Regions from separate parts of the Sus scrofa genome. Here all the other regions are linked to region 3. A link is a contact called in public HiChIP or PLAC-seq and promoter capture Hi-C data. All regions are on one chromosome and are shown on one strand. The core of a region is the stretch at or near the end of the contact, and the rest is flanking DNA. Distances in the headings are between cores, read along the strand shown.

Region 1 (3,245 bases), core at 203-2,702, 150 kb before region 3:
CAAAAACATTATGCAAAGTGAAAGAAGGCAAAGAACACATTGTAAAATTCCATTTATATGAAATGTAAACAATCGATAAATCCACTGAAACAGAAAGCAGATTGAGTGGCTGTTGGGGCTGAGGATGGCAACCAGGAATAACTGCAAATGGATATAAAGGATCTTTTTAGGGTGATAGAAATGTTCTGAAATTAGTGATGGTTGCACAACCCTGTAAATTTACTGAGGCTCATTGAATCGTATACAAAATGGGTGAATTTCATCTCAACTAAACTGTTAAAATATATTCTTTTTTTTTTTTTTTTTTGCTTTTTAGGGTCACACCGAGGCATATGGAGGTTCCCAGGATAGGGGTACAATTGGAGCTATAGAAGCCGGCATACGCCACAACAACGGCAACTGACCTACACCACAGCTTACAGCAATGCTGGATCCTTAACCCACTGGGGGAGGCCAGGGATCGAACTTGCAACCTCATGGTTCCTAGTTGGATTTGTTTCCAATGTACCACGACAGGAACTCCCTAAGATATATTTTCAGTAATAACAGGTGAAAATGAGCTTTCTCACTGCAAATGAAATCAAGTTCAGCTATGTCAGCTTCAGGCCTTCTTAGTCCATTTACTTTTTTTTCTCTCATCTCTCTGGAATTTGGTCCTAACATTGAATTCTGGGAACTTGGTCCCAGATATGGGTGTCAAATCATTAAGCCGGAGAAAGTTGATTGTATTTCTATTATGGTCCTTCTATTTTTTTTTTCCCCCTCATCTGGTTTTTAGTCTTAGTTTTCTTTGGGTTAATTTTTAAAGGGTTGTGCAACTGTTGGCTTAAAAGAATGCTACTCTTTCCCCCCCTCAAACTCCTTTTAACCTCAGATGGAAGATAAATCTGATATCCCACTTTTCAAGTGTTTGCAGAATATAGTAATCATTTTTGCCCAGACTATGTAGGAGACTAATTTCAATTTGGCTACTGGAGGCTCATGGCTTAATCATTTTCCAAGTTTTTCTACGTCTTTGCCTTTATCTGAAAATTTTGGGAGATTGAGGTAAATTTTGTTATTCCCTTTAGTAATTTCGCTTAAAAAAAAAAAAAACCTAGATTCTTCACACAAAAAGAGCAAAATTATCTACTTGCTTCTAGTTTAACGTCAATACATTAAAAACAAAAAGCAAAACCAAAAAACCACGCACTATGCTGGCCACTAAGCTAAGTTAAAGTAAAACTTCTAAAGGGGCGAAGGTTTAAAGTTTGCATATTCTTGTGAGGCCCGTACTGTCTCCACTCAAAGAGACCCCATTATCCATAGGTCTACCAATCACATTTCCTTTTGAGTCTCATGAATGAGAAAAAAGTTCAAGTGAGAGCAAATGGCTTCAGATGAAGATCAGATACCCCAAAGAGTTTTATGGTTGCAGTGTTGCTGGGGTTGAAAAAGTGGGGAAAGGCTAACCAGATGTACGTGGCCGCGGGAAGTCGATCCAGGGTTCCAATTCTGATGGTCTAGGCAAGGAAAGACAGGAGAGCCTGTCTTTGACACCCAGCTGTCACAGCGAAAACCTACTGTGTGCCAGGTGCCGGAGATACAAAAAAACCATGGGATGCTTGTGTTCTAGGTGCTTTATATGTAGCAAGACACAGTCTCCGTCCTGAAGACACTCGCAGGTCACTCGAGGTTGCATCAGGTGGGGGCAAACACGCATTCTCCCAACAGTCTGAGAATGCAGAACACTTCGGAGATTAGGCCGGCCCTGCAGGGGAAGACAGACACGCCCTCTCCGAAGGGCAGACCCGCCTCGAGAAGGGCGGACCCGGGCAGGGCCGGCAGCCGGGCCCTCGCCCGACCCCCGCGAAAGCGGCCCAGCGCAGCGCCCGCTCCTCACGTGTCCCTCCCGGCCCCGGGGCCGCCTCACGTTCTGCTTCCGTCCGACCCTTCCGACTTCCGGTAAAGAGTCCCCATCCCGCACCTCCGCGCCCACCCGGCATCGCCACGCGGCACCTCTGTGTGCCCGGCCCCCGATGCGCTCGGCGGCCGCAGCTCCTCGGGGCCCCGCAGCGGCCATCGAGCCTCGTCGCTTCGCCGCGGCCAGGTGGCCCGGGAGGCGCTCGCTCCCGCGGCCGGCGCGGCGGGGCGGGCGGGGCGGCAGCGGCGGGGCTCCAAGACCGTATCCCTCCGCCGCCCCTCCCCCGCCCGGCCCCGGCCCCCCTCCCTCCGGGCAGCGCTCACCTCCCTCCGCCTCAGACTGTTTTGGTAGCAACGGCAACGGCGGCGGCGCGGCCCGGCCCGGCTCCCGGCGGCTCCTCGGTTTCGGCGGGCCTCCCCGCCCCTTCGTCGTCCTCCTTCTCCCCCTCGCTCGCCCGGGCGCCCCCCCGGCCGCGCCAACCAGCGCCTCCTCGCTCGGCGCCCGCGCGTCCCCGCCGCGCTCCGGCGTCTCCTCGGCGCGCCCGGCTCCCGGCTGTCCCCGCCCGGCGTGCGGGCCGGTGTATGGGCCCCTCACCATGTCGCTGAAGCCCCAGCAGCAACAACAGCAGCAGCAGCAGCCCACGGCCGCCAATGCCCGCAAGCCTGGCGGCAGCGGCGGCCTTCTCACGTCGCCTGCAGCCGCGCCGTCGCCGACCTCGTCCTCAGTCTCGTCGTCCTCAGCCGCGGCTTCCTCCTCCTCTACGGTGGCGGCGGCTAGCGCAGGCGGCGGGCGGCCGGGCCTGGGCAGGTGGGTGTCGCGCCCCAGTCCCCTCCGCTTAGGGCCTGGACCAGCCTGGGCCTCGCGTCCCCTCCCCCGCGGCTCTCACCGCCGTCCCCGCCCCGTGACCGGCCGGGCTTGAGGGGGGCGGGGTGGGCTGGGGGCCCGCAGTGGGGGTGGGGCTCCTGTCTAGATCCTGGAGGGTTGGGTGGGGGGGCGCCGGGGAGACCCCTCTGGGAATGTCAGTCAGTGTCCTGCCTCCCGCACCCTCCCCACCCCCTCCCCCAAACGGTCAAGATGGAAGGACTGGGCAGCCTCGCTCTCTCCATTTAAGTGTTTGGGAGGGGTTCACAGGTCTCAGCAATTGTCAACCCATGTTCACCTTGTTTAAGCCTCCTCCCCACCCATGCGGGGGGGATGCTTGGGCAGTGCCCCCACCTCCAGCTTAAATATTAGCGTGGAAAGGTCTTAAGGTTTAGATTTCTGTCTTCCGAAACTTGCCAACTCCCTCATTGGGGAATAACGAGGGAGGGGGGAAAGTTAGGGCAGCGCCCCCCCCCCGCCC
Region 2 (2,810 bases), core at 284-2,783, 220 kb before region 3:
GGCCCAAAGAAATAGCAAAAAGACAAAAATAAATAAATAAATAAATAAATAAATGGTTTAGTAGAGGTTGAGTGTTGGCTCTAAACTCAGACTGCATGGGTTCAAAGTCTAGTTCTGACAAGTGCTGAGTGTGAGTTCCTGAGCAAATTATTCTCCAGGCCTCAGGTTCCTCCTCCCTAAAATGGGAATAATTATAGTTCCTGAATCATGAAACTGTTGCTACTATTACATAAAATAAAGCATGTAAAGCACTCAAGTTAGTTCCTGGTACACCATTAAATGTTTTCTATTATTACAATATACTACAAAAAAGTTCACATGACGTCTCATGTGTTATATACACATAATATGTGCATATGGCATATGGAGTTTCACATAAATCAGTGATTGACAATGGGGCAATTTTGGCCCCAAGGGGACATTTGGGAGTATCTAGAGATATTTTTGGTTGTCACCACTTGGGAGGTGCTACTGGTATCTAGTGGATTAGGCCAGGGATGCTGCTAAATATCTTACAAAGCTCAGGATGTACACTCCCTCCAAAGAATTATCAGAGCCCAAAATGTTAATAGTGCATAAGGTGAGAAACCCTCATATAAAGAGTGTAATGAAACTATTTCATAGGATGCAGTAATATCAAGCTATAAATATCACTTGGTCCTGTTATATGCATTGACAGTCCACACACTCACACGTGTCCACGATGTGCTATGACACATCTTACATGTCCCAATAGCATATGCCTATAACAGCATCCTAGCACACATACACGGTATATGGATTGATTGTGGCTTTCCATGTCTACATGCTAAAGGGAGTCTGAGGTACTGGAAAGGATGCTGACTCATAAAAACTGATGTAAATAGAGCTGCAGGCTCTACTCCTTTCACTCTCACAGCTATATAAGATTATTCCAATTTTACGCAAAACCTAACTCAAGTTCACAAAACTGGTGACCAAAATCTACTGCATAAGAACAGGAACTGGGTGTTTACCTTATTCACCAATGCATCCCCACCACCCCAACCTAGGCTCTCAGTAACCACTTGTGAAGTGGGACCCAGATGTATCTCTAGTACTGGGCTCTTAACCAGCCCACCACCCTACTTTAACAGAATCAGAACCACTGCCATCGAGTTCCGACTCCCCGTGAGCCCTCAGAGAAGTGGCTTCACTTCTCTGAGCCTCAGCGCACCTATCTGTAAAGTGTCACTGACACAAAGCAACTCAGCCTAAAGCTAGGGCGAGAGGTCAAACACTGTAAAAAGAAGCAAGAGCTCTCAGCAAGGCGCGGGTTCCTCAGACTATTCTGAGAACTTGAGGGGAACCAGAGAGACCTTTTGCCGTCAATTGAGCGGGGCTGAAAGCAAGGCCTCTCGGGCCTGGGCGCAAACCCACCGACCTGCCTAACGAGGACCGGTGATCCTCCAGACGGGCCTCTTCCACGACCTCTACGAGATCCCGTCGAGAAGGGCCCAGGTTTACCACCGCGAGGCTCACGCCAGTCACGTGTAGGCCACTTCACCCAATCAGAGCGCGCTGTGGTACGCGCATGCCTAACCTCAAGGGGTCAGCGACGGCAGCCGGGAGGCGGAAGTGAAGGTTGTTGTTGCTCCGGGGGTTGCCCACGGAGCTGCTGGTGCTGCTGCTGAGGTGGCGGCAGAGGCTCTGAGCCGTGGCGGCGCTTCCCGCACCCGGCCGCTCGGCCTCTCGGCTCATCTCCCAGCCTCGCCTGAGCCCGCCGGGGCCCGCGCCGGCCAGCGCCTGCCCTATGAGTGTGTCACTGGTTGTCATTCGCCTGGAGCTCGCAGAACACTCGCCGGTCCCCGCCGGCTTCAGCTTCAGCGCCGCGGGTGAGTTCGCAGCCTCGCCGTCTCCCCCGCAGCCCTCGCCGGGCCCTCGGGGGTCGCTCTCTCAGAGTCTGGGTCCGGGGAAGGGCCGCGGAAAAGGTTTTCGTTCCAGCAGGAAGCCGAGAAGCGGTTGGCATCCCCCTCGTTCCATCCGCCCTCAGGAGGTCTTCCCAGAAGTCATCTCCCAGAAGCCTTACCCGGTCCCTCCTTCCTTGTGCCTCCCCACCGGGCCTCTGTTTGTATTTGGCGCTTCTCTCTCCGCCCTGGGTTAGAGCCAAGTCGTGTGAGTGGATTTCTTCTAGGCTTTGTGAAGCAAGGATTGGGTACCCAGCGACACTGAAGGCCGCTAATTTAGTTAAATCGTTCTGCTTTAGAAAAATACCCATTGAGGCTCTTTGTAGCAATAGTAATAATTACAACCAAAATGTATACATTTTCTAATCTCAGCACTATGCTAAACACGTCGTGTGTACTGTTGTTTTTTTTGTTTTTTTTTTCCAATTATCTTCGTAAAATCCTATCGGTTAGATGAGTATATGACCCTTTTACAGACTGGAAAACTGAAGCCCAGGGACTGAGAGTCTTGCCTGCAATCATGTGTAAGTGGCAAAACTGGTATTCTTACTCAGCTGGGCTTGACAGTCTCAGCTCTTCATTACCAGCCATACGTCCTCTTCAGTGGAGCATGCAAGTATGACCCCTTTGAGACTCCAACAATTACCCGACAACAGCAACATTCATTCAAGAAATACTTTTTGAATCCTCACTGTCACTTGGAGCTTTTTTTTTTTTTTTGATCTTTTTCTAGGGCCGAAACTGCGGCATATGGAGATTCCCAGGCTAGGGGTCGAATCAGAGCTGTAGCCACTGGCCTACGCCAGGACCACAGCAGTGGGGGATCCAAGCCGCGTCTGCGACCTACACCACAGCTCAGGGCAACGCTGGATCCTTAACCCACTG
Region 3 (2,910 bases), core at 344-2,843:
ACTCGCACCCACAGCCCTAAAGACCCATGCGTTCACCGCCCTGGCAGGGGCCCGGGAGATGGACTGTAAATGGGGACCCAGGATGGGCTGACTGTCCCAGCTGAGCCTGGCAGCTGGTAGGTGTCAGGGGATGCTCATCTCCCAGGTGAGGGGGTGGCAGTCAGATCTCTGCCCCTCCAGCTCCCAAAGCTGGACCCAGGCCCTTCAGAAATGGCTTTGCCAGGCCCTCTGTTCCAAAACCCCTGCCTGCAGCCCAATTTCACTTCCTCCCACTCAGTTTGGCCTGGCCATTCCCCTCCCTGGAGGCCCCCAGCTGCAGGCAATGACCTCCTCACCTACATCATTGTGGCCCAGGAATAGGGAAGAGAAACAGGAGAATGAGGAAACTAAAGAAAAAAAGTGGACTGGCAGGCAGGGCCCCCTCCCCAGTTCCTCAAATGCAGTCCCTTTTGCCCCAAAAGTCCCAGGAACAGAATGAGGGAAGGGGGAGGATTTCTGCACCAGGCATTATTAGGGGCCTCTGAAATACCCTCCCAGCCCTGCTGACCTATAAGGCCAATGACCTGTGTCCCATTGTTTTTGGTGGGAGGATTCCCCTGGAGCCCCAGGTCCAGGGTGGGAGGGTACCAACCCAGAGACCTGAGCTCTGAGAGCCCTAACCCTTTTGAACCCTCAAATGCAGCAGCATAGGGTTACATGGGCCATTCTACCTCCCGGATGCAGGGAATGGGGAGAGCAAGTCCTGGAATGGGAGGGGAGGGCTACCCTCTTAGCCACATGGGCCTGGCCAGGGAGAGTGGGGAGGGGCCTGAGTCTAACTCCCGAATGACTCTTCCCTTCTCAAGAGTTCAGGTTTACTACTTTCGCTTTCAAGGTACCAAGCAGGTGACCCCTGACCCCTCCTCACCAGGCACAGTTGACTGGCTGAGCTACCTTAAGAGGTGGACTGGGACTGTTAGCCATATCCTCTGGCAGCGCCTCCCGCACGACCTTCACTTATACCCCCATACATCCCCAGCACGTGTGTGGGTGGGGTGTCGGCTGGGAGGGTGTCGCAGGAGCTGGGAATCGGTCACCTCAGAACACTCTCATCTGAGTTAGCTGCAGGACAATATTTAGGTTGCTGTGGGAGTGCGCAGACACTGTGTAGAACGGGACCCGGGCCCTCCTCTTCCCCCCATTAAAGCTCTCCCAGACCCAGAGGAAGGCAGCGCTGGGAAAGACAGGCTTACCTGAGAGAGAGGGGGTCCGGGCCCGGCCGGCCCATGGCGTCGCGCGCCCCTGGGCCCCCGAAATCCCGAGGGGGCAGGCGGGCCCCAGCCCCGGGCGCCTTCTCTCCCGCGCGCCGGCTCCTGGCTCGCGGCTCGCTCGAGCGGGGCTCAGGCAGGAAACCCAGGCTCGGAAAATGGCCAGCGCCTCATCATTTCCGCCGCCAGCGCTTGACAGTTGCGGGAGGATGCGCCTCCCGGCCGCCACCGGGGAAACTTTGCTGCCGCCGCCGTCGCCACGGCGAGCCGCGACAGTCCGGGCGGGCGGCCGGGCGGAGGCAGTGGCCCGAGCCCATGCCGCCCCGCGCCGTTATGTAAAGAGGAACCGGCTGTGAGAGCAGAGCCCGGCGGGGGAGGGCGGCCACGGCAGGGGCGGGGCCATGGCAGGGCCGGGCCACACGAGGCCCCGCCCCAGTCTGCCCGCGAGCCGGACCGCTAGAGGGGAGCAGGCCCCCGGGGGGCGGGGCCTGCTCTTACCCCGCCCATCATCCCTGCTCCGCGGTTGACCAGGTCCTGGGGTCTCAAACGCGAATCCGGAGAGAGGGCGTGGCCTTTGTCACGCCCATAGCTCGCCCACCCGATTTTGCATCGCGCAGCCTAAAGAAGGGAACGAAAGGCAGGAGAGGCGGGACAACCTTGGGCCCACCCACCTAGCTCCAGCGACCACCGGGTGCCTCCGCTCTGCGGGGGCGGGGCCAGATGAAGGAAAGGCGGAGTCTAAGGGCGGGGCCGGGCCGAAGCGCCAGACTTACGGGGGGCGCGACCCTGCCGACTCCCTCCTGCAGGGCCTTATCTGCAAGCGCCGGGCCGGTCAGTGCAATAGCGACCGCAGCTTTCATCATCACCCGGGGAAGGATCCCAACCCCGCCCGGCCCAGACTATTGACTCTACTGAGCCGACCCCCATAGCGCCCCCAGTTGGGTTCTGTCCCCACCCTCAGCTTTTCTCTTGTCTCAGCCCTTGCCTCTATAGACTGGCCTCTATGCCCTCATCTGTCCCCTAACTCCAGGAGCGCATCATTCACCAGGAAGCCCTCCTAGACCGCTTGCTCCCATGCCCTCTGGGCCTCCTCCTCTGGTCTCCTCCGGGCTACTTTCATTTTATCTATGAGCCTTATGTGGGGTGAGGTTCACAGTGGGGTCCCCAATTAGCCTGAGGTGGAGCATACACACAGCCAGCCCTTCCCCCAGCTCATGAGAGGGAGGAGAGAGAGGAATGTCTGCTCTTCTCTCCCTCCCACAACAGGAAACAAGTTGCTCACACCCCCAGCTTGCGGGGGGCCACATCACCCCTTTCCAGACAGCATACTCTTCCATTCCACTGCCTCCCCCTCTTTCTGGCCTTGGGCAAATGACTTGACTTCTCCATACCTCCATTTCCGCATCTGTGAAATGGAAATAACACCTTTTCACAGGGTTGTGAGGATTAAATGAGTTAATGCATTAAAGAGCGGTTAGCAAAGGGCTCTGCCCAAGGGAAAACACTGCTGCTTGAGTGTTTGTTAAACAATCAGGCCTGAGTCCTGCCATTGGAGCTACAGGAAGGGATTCCCCCAGAAGGTGGGGATTTCCAGATTTCACCCAGATAGCGGAAGGGGGCCCGTCTGCTGTAGGTTCCTTGGAGTTCAATAACCTTGAAGAAA

Evidence for each region. Promoter capture Hi-C pulls out the DNA fragments that hold promoters and counts their contacts. HiChIP or PLAC-seq counts read pairs in DNA pulled down with a chosen protein or histone mark.
Region 1: an H3K27ac HiChIP or PLAC-seq map of alveolar macrophages shows a contact between it and region 3. The contact joins the promoter of ATXN2 here to the promoter of SH2B3 in region 3. A contact is called at or near these places in 2 of 47 Hi-C or Micro-C datasets (heart right ventricle and skeletal muscle) and 1 of 2 datasets of contacts at active chromatin or transcription factors (alveolar macrophages).
Region 2: a contact with region 3 is called in a promoter capture Hi-C map of fetal skeletal muscle, with 2.8 times the contacts expected there. The contact joins the promoter of BRAP here to the promoter of SH2B3 in region 3. A contact is called at or near these places in 3 of 5 promoter capture datasets (fetal liver, fetal skeletal muscle and liver), 8 of 47 Hi-C or Micro-C datasets (embryonic fibroblasts, epiblast stem cells, liver and 4 more) and 1 of 2 datasets of contacts at active chromatin or transcription factors (alveolar macrophages).

What each region holds. Positions count from the first base shown.
Region 1 is chr14:32,770,289-32,773,533 of Sscrofa11.1, reverse strand. It overlaps ATXN2 (ataxin-2), which reads left to right and starts at 1,452. Exons shown (of 27, transcript XR_002338543.1): 1 at 1,452-2,710.
Region 2 is chr14:32,840,607-32,843,416 of Sscrofa11.1, reverse strand. It overlaps BRAP (BRCA1-associated protein), which reads left to right and starts at 1,533. Exons shown (of 12, transcript XM_021073840.1): 1 at 1,533-1,853. The coding sequence starts at 1,772. It overlaps ACAD10 (acyl-CoA dehydrogenase family member 10), which reads right to left and starts at 1,554. Exons shown (of 20, transcript XR_002338858.1): 1 at 1,403-1,554.
Region 3 is chr14:32,621,969-32,624,878 of Sscrofa11.1, reverse strand. SH2B3 (SH2B adapter protein 3) reads right to left here and starts at 1,593. Exons shown (of 8, transcript XM_001929523.5): 1 at 1,233-1,593.